3 separate regions of the Oryctolagus cuniculus genome follow, and all the other regions are linked to region 3. The links are chromatin contacts, called in public Hi-C and Micro-C maps. All regions are on one chromosome and are shown on one strand. The core of a region is the stretch at or near the end of the contact, and the rest is flanking DNA. Distances in the headings are between cores, read along the strand shown. Region 1 overlaps TAMM41 (TAM41 mitochondrial translocator assembly and maintenance homolog). Region 2 overlaps TAMM41 (TAM41 mitochondrial translocator assembly and maintenance homolog). Region 3 overlaps ATG7 (autophagy related 7).

Region 1 (2,700 bases), core at 145-2,644, 340 kb after region 3:
TGCTGATTTCCAGCAAGTAAGGGAGTGTGCGACCTTGAAGGATGGGTCCATGACGGACAGGATTCGCCGGGAAACACCGTGAGGCAGCGCTGTGTCCAGGCAGGGCGTGGTCTGTGCTTCAGCCCTCTGGGAGAAAGCGAGCAAGCCTCCAACATTCTCCCAACGAGCTTCCAGCCGTGGGCACAGCTGCAGAGCAGGTCTCCTCCGGGGCCAGAGTACAGCCACTTGAAGGACCTGCAGGCTCGGGGTGGGCATTCCGTCTGCTGGTTTAGAGGGCCGCGTCCACACCCAGTGCCTGGGCTCAGGTTCTGGCTCTGGCTGCCTGCTGATGCACCCCCGGGAGGCAGCAGTGACGCCTCTCGTGGGAGACCTGGATGGAGTTCTCAGCTCTGGCTTCAGCCTCACCCAGCCCTGGCTCTGTGGGCATTGGCACTGTAAGCCGGTAGATGGGCAGTTTCTCTTACCATCAGACTCTCGCTCTGTTTCTATGCTTCTCAAATAAATGAATGTGGGGCTAGTGTTGTAGTGTAACAGGTTAACTTGCCGCCTGCGATGCCAGCATCCCATATGGGTGCTGATGCACCTGGGAAAGCAGCAGAAGGTGACCCAAGTCCTTGGGCCTCTGCACCTACGTGGGAGACCTGGAAGAAGCTCCTGACTCCTGGCTTCCACCTGGCCCAGCCCCAGCCATTGTGGCCATTTGGGGAGTGACCAGTGGATGAAAGATCTCTCTCTCTGTATCTCTCTCTCCTCCTCTCTCTGCAGCTCTTTCAAATAAATAAATAAATTCAAGGGAGGAAACAGCGTTCCAGGTGTAAGTGTTACATATCACCAGAAAACTGTGTGATATTACTTTGCATTCTTTTTATTTAAGTGTGTAGGTTCCCCCAGACGGAAGACATGCTTTAGTCACAAGAGAGCAGAGAAGGGCGAACACCGACCTATCCTCCCACGTTTCAGGCAAGTGCTCCTAAGGATCAACCGAGGCAGGCCAGCAGCTCTTAAGGAACAAGACTAGACCTGTCTTCTTAATTCAGGCGAATCTTTTGAAACCCCAGAGGTAAACAGGCCTCTGCCCCCACAATTACTTCTGATTGACCAGAAAGTCAGGTGGGCGGGGCGGGGGGAGAGCGAGACTTCACACATCTAATCCCTCCCCCTCCGCGGACCTCCCTCGCACCTCGGGGCCTCCCTCACCCCCATGCCTTCCTTCCCCAACTCCTGCCCGCTGCCGCCTCACTGCTGCTGCGGTCTCTCCTCTCGGTGGGCACCACAACCACCTGGGCTCGGGCTGCTGGCAGGCAGACCTGGCTGCCCGTGCGGTGGCAGCCGTAGCTCCCTCCGCCCCTCTCGGCTCCCTGGCTGCCATGCGCCTCCACGACCCATCAGAGGCTTCCCTCCGCCCTTGAGAAAAGCTCCGGGTCCCTCAATGCAGCTTGAAGGCCCTCCGTGCGCCTGGCTCCTGCCCACGGCTCGGTCGGATCACCAGATTCAGCCCCTCTCACCTCCCTGCTGCCACATCAGAGCCCAGAGAGCCGCCACCCCTTCTCTCCAGTCAGGCGAGACCCCGCACACAGGCTGGCTGCTCAGAACAGGACAACTCGCCCAGCTGGCCACTCGGCGCTGGTTTGAGACGGGACACCATCCGCCGCTGCCACCACAGGAGGCGTGGGCCGGAACGGGAGGTGACTTTCCTGGGCCCTGTGACCCCGGGTCTGCCCGGGTGCCCAGATGGGGATTACGCTGTCATACGAATAGCACAGCCGGAGATGTCAACACGATTTTCTAAATAAGAAACTCCCTGGGAAGAGGAAAAGAAAAACAGCACTCGGCTTTGCAAGCGGCCTTTCGGTACCCACATCGGCCCACGACAGGTGCACCTGAGTCAGGGCACTCCAGGGCTACTGCTACAGACTGAGGGTCAGGCCGCAGAACACACTGGCCCCCAGGGTCAGGCCGCAGAACACACTGGCCCCCAGGGTCAGGCCGCAGAACACACTGGCCCCCAGGGTCAGGCCGCAGAACACACTGGCCACCAGGGTCAGGCCGCAGAACACACTGGCCACCAGGGTCAGGCCGCAGAACACACTGGCCACCAGGGTCAGGCCGCAGAACACACTGGCCACCAGGAAGGGCAGCCCTCCGAGCTGCACAGGGAGGCCTGGCTTCCAGGTTTCCTAGAGACCGACAGCCTCGTCCACGTGTACAAAACACCCATCAGGGACAAGGTACCAACACACTGGACGCCTGGGTAAGCCGTGGAATACCTTGGGGGTTGGGTATTAGTATCCCCTCTGCGGCAGGGAAAAGAGGCCAGTTAACACGGTAAGGTAACAGAGGGACAACCAACGACTAGAACGTAGGGTCCACCCTCTGGGACCCTGAGCTTAGCTCCTGCCACGTCCCTGAATTTAACTGAGTGTCAGCATAAAGGGTGCATGAAGGTGGGATCTTTGTGAGCGCAAGGCTGCCCAAGGGAGGCGTGGCCACATTGCTCTGCGCTTCCACCGCCCAAGTGGAGGGGAGGGAGCACAGGCAGTCCCAGACACCAGGAACTCCGGGGGCCGCTTGTGTGATTCACTGCCCCCTGCTGGCGAACAGAAAGAATGCGTGCTAAGAAAACAAGGCCCGACTTTGGCTTGGAGGTGTGAGGAGATGAAGATGATGGATTTAAAAAAAAAAAAAAAATCTTAAGAGAGG
Region 2 (2,700 bases), core at 47-2,546, 380 kb after region 3:
ATGAGGACTCCACAGACCTTAACTAAACCTTTAGGGCTGGAGCCTGGTGTAGGAGGTTAAGCCTCCACCTGCAGTGCCAGCATCCCATATGAGTGCTGGTTTGTGTCCCGGCTGCTCCTCTTCTGATCCAGCTCTCTGCTATGGTCTGGGAAAGCAGTGGTAGATGACCCAACTGCTTGGACCCCTGCACCCACATGAGCGATCTGGAGGCAGCTCCTGGCTCTTGGTTTTGGATCAGCCCAGTTCTGGCCATTGTGGCCATTTGGGGAGTAAACCAGAAGATGGAAGACCTCCTTTTCTGTTTCTCCCTCTCTCTGCCTGTAACGCTACCTCTAAAATAAATAAATAAATCTTAAAAAAAAGGAAAAAAAAGAAATGAAAACTTAAAAAAAAAATTCAGCACTTGGGGTGAGTTTAGTGTTACTGCAATCATCCGCAGAGAGCTGAACCAAGGGACAGTGCAGGGAGGTGCGTTTCCTAAGGATGCCCAAGTTGATGGCAGGAATCAGGGTAACACCTCAGACTCTGTCAATCAAGCTCTCAATGTTTTAAATTGTTCTCATGCATTCAGCTAAGGATGTATTCTGTTTGATTTATCTTGAAAGATGATTAGAGCAGATTTTAAGGTACTGTAACTCCTATGTTTATTCCTTGAATAATTTTTCCAAACCTTGTATTCCATATCGAACCACGGATCTAAGAGGGTGACCTCGTCATTTACTGAGGCTCAGAGGCGTACAAAGATTTCCCCAAGACAAGCGGTCACCCACCGGCCCAGGACCCAGGTCCCTGATCTGTCCAGGGCTCCACAGCCCTGCAACGCCCACATATCTGCTTCTCAGTGGTTCTTCACCCTTTGTTTCTTGGGTGGTTTTATAGAAACTCACTGCAATGACAAGCTCTGTGGGGATGCTACTAACTCAGAGATGGAAAGGGTTAAGTTTGGGGACATTTTCCTGGTTAACAAAACACCACTCGTTGTCCGAGAAAGCTGTCCTAGTTGCTTTGTAAGAAAGCCGTCTGCTTGCCAGTTTAAGGTTAAGAGAGTGAACATAAAAGCATCCTTACTGAAAGGAAAAATGTCAATTCAGAAGGTCCTGGCACTGTGCTGATCTGGGTCTTCGGTGATAGGTGAACCAGGAACTGGTCTCAGCGGCACCACTATTTGTTGTGCAGAGGGAGAAGCCAGAGAGCTCTTGGGGCACTGCCAGAGAGGCCTGGGAAAAGGAGAGTCCTCAGACTTGGGAGCAGCCGTTTGTGTGTGACCGGGAGTGGCCTGACCTGAACTGCATCGGCAACGCTGCACAGAGTCCCTGGCCACAGGCAACGAGCTCTGTGATGCAGGGAGGCGGGGCTGGGAGGAGGTTCACAGGGGAGATCTGTGAGTACAGAGGGTCACAGGTGGTCACAGGGACACTGCTCGAGCTGCGGGGAGTGCAGCCCGACCCAGCGGCTCTCATCCTCAACCACCAGGACGGTGACTTGTTCTCAGTCGCTGCTTGAGGTCGAAGAAGAAACAATGGACATCAGAGCCGGGGGACCCCTGAGAGCCAGAGGACCCTCGATTTAGCCTGGGAGACCCCCAGTTTAGCCTCTCTTAGGACTTTGCCATTCCTTCGGCACACCAGAGAAGGAGATGGCTGTTCTCTGAACGGCAAAACGGATGACTCAATCTTCTCATCTCAAAGGCCAAAGGCCCCAGCACTTGCTCACAGCGGCTCACAGCCAAGACTGGCTCTCCGATTCCCACTTCAGGGACTTTTCCATTCACAGTCAATGAAGCTATGGGAAGGTGATGGCTGTACAACCCCATGAATTCGCTCAAAGCCACTGAACTGTGCACTTCAAATGGCTGAGCTGTGTGATGTATGAATTGTACTTCAAAGATGCAAATAAATTAAAATCCTCTCAATACGATGGTAGATACCAACTCTGTTAACGCTTTAAAAATTCAAGCAAAATTATCAATGTGAGGGATCTTCCAAAGAGAAGTTTCGTGGAAAACTGAATTAAAAGAGAAGTTTATTTTGGTGCAAACATTTTGGAAATCCATTCACCTTTTTGATAACATGTATTTCCACGAGCTTTTCAAAGACTCTGCATACCTTTAGAATAACATGACAGAAGGATCCAACACACATGCACAAAACTTATAAAAAGTAAAGAATGTTTTTAAGAAGAAAACAGTGGGGCTGGTGTTGTGGCACAGCACATTAAGCTGCCACCTGTGAAACCAGTATTCCACATGAGTGCTGGTTCCAGTCCCAGCTGCCCTGCTTCCAATCCAGCTCCCTGCTAACACCCTGGGAAAAGCAGCAGAGGATGGCCCGTGTGCTTGGGCCTCTGCCATGCACTGAGTACTGGAAGAAACTCCGGGCTCCTGGCTTCCATTTGGTTCAGGACTGGCTGTTATGGCTATCTGGGGAGCGAACCAGTACTTGGAAGATCTCTCTGTCTCTGTCTTTCTCTCTCTGTAACTCTGACTTTCAAATAAATAAATAAATTTTTTAAAAAATTTGCAAAATTTTAAGATAATTATGAAACTTAAGACAATGTAACTCCCTTTAAAACACATAAAACACAGAGGCCAGAAGTGCGGCACAGCTGGTAAAGCCACCACCTGCAATGCCAGCATCCCATAAGGGCACTGGTGCTAGTTCCGCCTACTGACTTCCTATCTGCCTCCCTATTAATGTGCCT
Region 3 (2,700 bases), core at 32-2,531:
ATTCCTCAGCCAAGTGCCTTCCCCTTTTTGAGGCTGTTTTATCAACATAAAATGGCAGGGTTGGGAAGGTGCAGTGAATTAACCCACAGGAGATGCATGTTTGTCTGAGTGCAGATGCTGAGTGCTGTGGAGTCTTGAGAAATTTTGCCATTCGGCTGGCTAATCTTCTGCCTTTGGCGCTGGCACCCCGGGTTCTAGTCCCGGTTGGGGCGCCGGATTCTGTCCTGCTTGCTCCTCTTCCAGTCCAGCTCTCTGCTGTGGCCAGGGAGTGCAGTGGAGGATGGCCAGGTCCTTGGGCCCTGCACCTGCATGGGAGACTGGGAGGAAGCGCCTGGCTCCTGGCTTCAGATCGGCGCAGTGCACCAGCTGCAGCGACCACTTGGGGGGTGAACTAACGGAAAAGGAAGACCTTTCTGTCTGTCTCTCTCTCACTGTCTAACTCTGCCTGTCCAAAAAAAATTTTTTTTTGCCATTTGTATTTTTAGTAAAACACTTTAATGCCATTCTATAGGTTTAAAAAGCACTTTGATGTAAATATAGTTGTCCAGGCATAATACTGTGAATAGATAATAGTGCTAGTACAGTTTTGTGAATAAAGAGAATGGTTAAAACTGATAGTGTCTGCATGTAAACCAGCTGTAGTACACAAGTGTGTGCACTAGGTGGTGCCATTTCCTCGTCAATATGTTGCTGTTGAAGTTTGCTCCAAGTCAACTGGATATGTATTTTGGACTGTCTCTGCCTTCCTTGGTCCCCAGCCCATCTCCCCTTGTGAGACCCCACCTAACATCAAATTGAATAAGTTTTCATTTATCCCACGTCCAACTCTCACATCTATGGGAGAGAAGCCATGTCCATCATGCCAGGACCCAGAAGTGCATTTCAGAGATGGGGCCTTCCCCAGCGTGATGTGAATTCTTCATTCTGTTTGTTTTTAGATTCGGGGATTTCTGTCCCGGTTTGATAACGTCCTTCCCGTCAGCCTGGCGTTCGACAAATGCACCGCTTGTTCTTCCAAAGTAAGTGGTCCTGCCTCTCAGCCCCAGAGCGAGCCCGGCCACCTCCCACCAGCCAGAGCCAAGAAAACCAACCCCGGCCTTTGTGTGGGGGAGGAGTGGGGTCCTAACACTGGAAAAGGACACTGTGCTCATTGTATTGTTCTCACCGAGAAGTGGCCTGTGGAGACTGCATGGGCAGTGGACAGAAGAAGCCGAGCCAGTGTGCTCTGTGCTGAAGCACGCACGGCAGGCATTTTGGCTTGACCTTGAACTTCGCTGGTCTCTGACCACCCCCTTCTCACAGAGTGGATGGGAGTGGACGGGGACAGGGGTTGTTTGCAGGCAGCCCCGCCATGCCTCCTTGGGAGACCAAGGCCTGACCGAGGAAGCATAGGCAGAGATTAGGGGCCTGGAGAGGGCCCCTTCGCCTTTGATCTTTGCAGAGGCTCTAAAAATAGCGCGAGCAGTAATGGGAACCGGCTGGTGTATCTCACAGCTACAGTGATGGCATCTCATTTTTTAATAGGCTTTGAGAAACTGTCGGAGTTATTTTTACATGTATACTCAGTATGATAGCTGATTTCCTTTTGGGTGTCCTTTTAAGCCTTCTAACACCCAGTGGTTTAACCTGGGCTTTAAAAACTCAGGAGTTTCTGTATAAGCACAGATAGTCGTGTTAGAGTTCTGTGCAAAACAGTGTCATGGTCCTGGGGCCAAACCGCGGCCTCCCTGTTAGAACCAGGGGTCTCGGTGCCCCGCACCCTGAATCTGGCAGGGTGGAAGGAATTCCGTCCTAGAGAAATGGTCTGAGTTGGCAGGCTTCTTCGGAAAACTCTTCTTGGGTCCTGTCTTAGGAGAACGGTCCTGACAAGTTTCAGTGAAAATTGAGCTCAGATTTGATGAACACTGTTGAGAAGTTTGGTTAAACTTAGATGCTCCAGAATTTATTTGTGCTTCAAAAGTAAGCTAAGCCCGTGTCGTCGTCATGGATCGCAAGCGCCCGCGCTGAGGTTTGGAGCTCACTGTCGGTCAGTGATTGCGTGTGAGAGTGAGTGTGTTCCTGCGCCTCTTGGCTCTTTGAGATACCGCACATCTGCGCACGGCAGGGTCTCGGGGAGTCCGGTGTGGCTCTGTCTTGAGAAATACAAGTTTGGGGGTTGTGTGCTCTTTAGAGGGGTGCTTTCTTTTCTTTTTTTTTCCTTGAATGGCTGAGTAGATTGGTCTCAGAATAACTTGACAGGATTGATTTTTGTATGGAAATCATTTGGCACAGGCGCCAGAAGTTTTTCTATGCATTTTGTAGGCCTGGCTGGCCAGTGAAATAAAGATAATCGGGTGCTGTGAGTGCAACGCAAAGACGCCTGGGTTCTCACTCTGAGCAGTTAGCGCTGGCAAGAGGCACGAGAGCACGCGGGTGAGGGGGCTCCCGATAATCTCCTAACAGAGTAGGTGAGGGGGCTCCTGATAATCTCCTAACAGAGTAGGTGAGGGGGCTCCCTGATAATCTCCTAACAGAGTAGGTGAGGGGGCTCCTGATAATCTCCTAACAGAGTAGGTGAGGGGGCTCCCTGATAATCTCCTAACAGAGGGTAGGTGAGGGGGCTCCTGGTAATCTCCTACAGAGTAAGTGAGGGGGCTCCCTGATAATCTCCTAACAGAGTAGGTGAGCAGGGCTCCCTGATAATCTCCTAACAGAGTAGGT

Evidence for each region. A called contact is a pair of places that touch in the nucleus more often than the background predicts.
Region 1: a contact with region 3 is called in a Micro-C map of ear pinna, with 18 times the contacts expected there. The contact joins two enhancer-like sites. A contact is called at or near these places in 2 of 6 Hi-C or Micro-C datasets (ear pinna and an unstated tissue).
Region 2: a Hi-C map of an unstated tissue shows a contact between it and region 3, with 5 times the contacts expected there. The contact joins two enhancer-like sites. A contact is called at or near these places in 5 of 6 Hi-C or Micro-C datasets (ear pinna, embryonic fibroblasts, psoas muscle and 2 more).

What each region holds. Positions count from the first base shown.
Region 1 is chr10:115,393,900-115,396,599 of mOryCun1.1, reverse strand. The region is part of intron 7 of TAMM41 (TAM41 mitochondrial translocator assembly and maintenance homolog); the gene reads right to left. Among named protein-coding and RNA genes, the nearest start is that of VGLL4, 28 kb to the left of the region's middle. Within about 2 kb of position 1,394, at least 1 of the 8 cell types and tissues checked has an H3K27ac peak or open chromatin away from gene starts, as enhancers often do.
Region 2 is chr10:115,358,462-115,361,161 of mOryCun1.1, reverse strand. All of the region lies in intron 3 of TAMM41 (TAM41 mitochondrial translocator assembly and maintenance homolog), which reads right to left. Among named protein-coding and RNA genes, the nearest start is that of TAMM41, 12 kb to the right of the region's middle. Within about 2 kb of position 1,296, at least 1 of the 8 cell types and tissues checked has an H3K27ac peak or open chromatin away from gene starts, as enhancers often do.
Region 3 is chr10:115,737,797-115,740,496 of mOryCun1.1, reverse strand. ATG7 (autophagy related 7) reads left to right here. Exons shown (of 20, transcript XR_011379656.1): 18 at 939-1,019. Among named protein-coding and RNA genes, the nearest start is that of ATG7, 99 kb to the left of the region's middle. Within about 2 kb of position 1,281, at least 1 of the 8 cell types and tissues checked has an H3K27ac peak or open chromatin away from gene starts, as enhancers often do.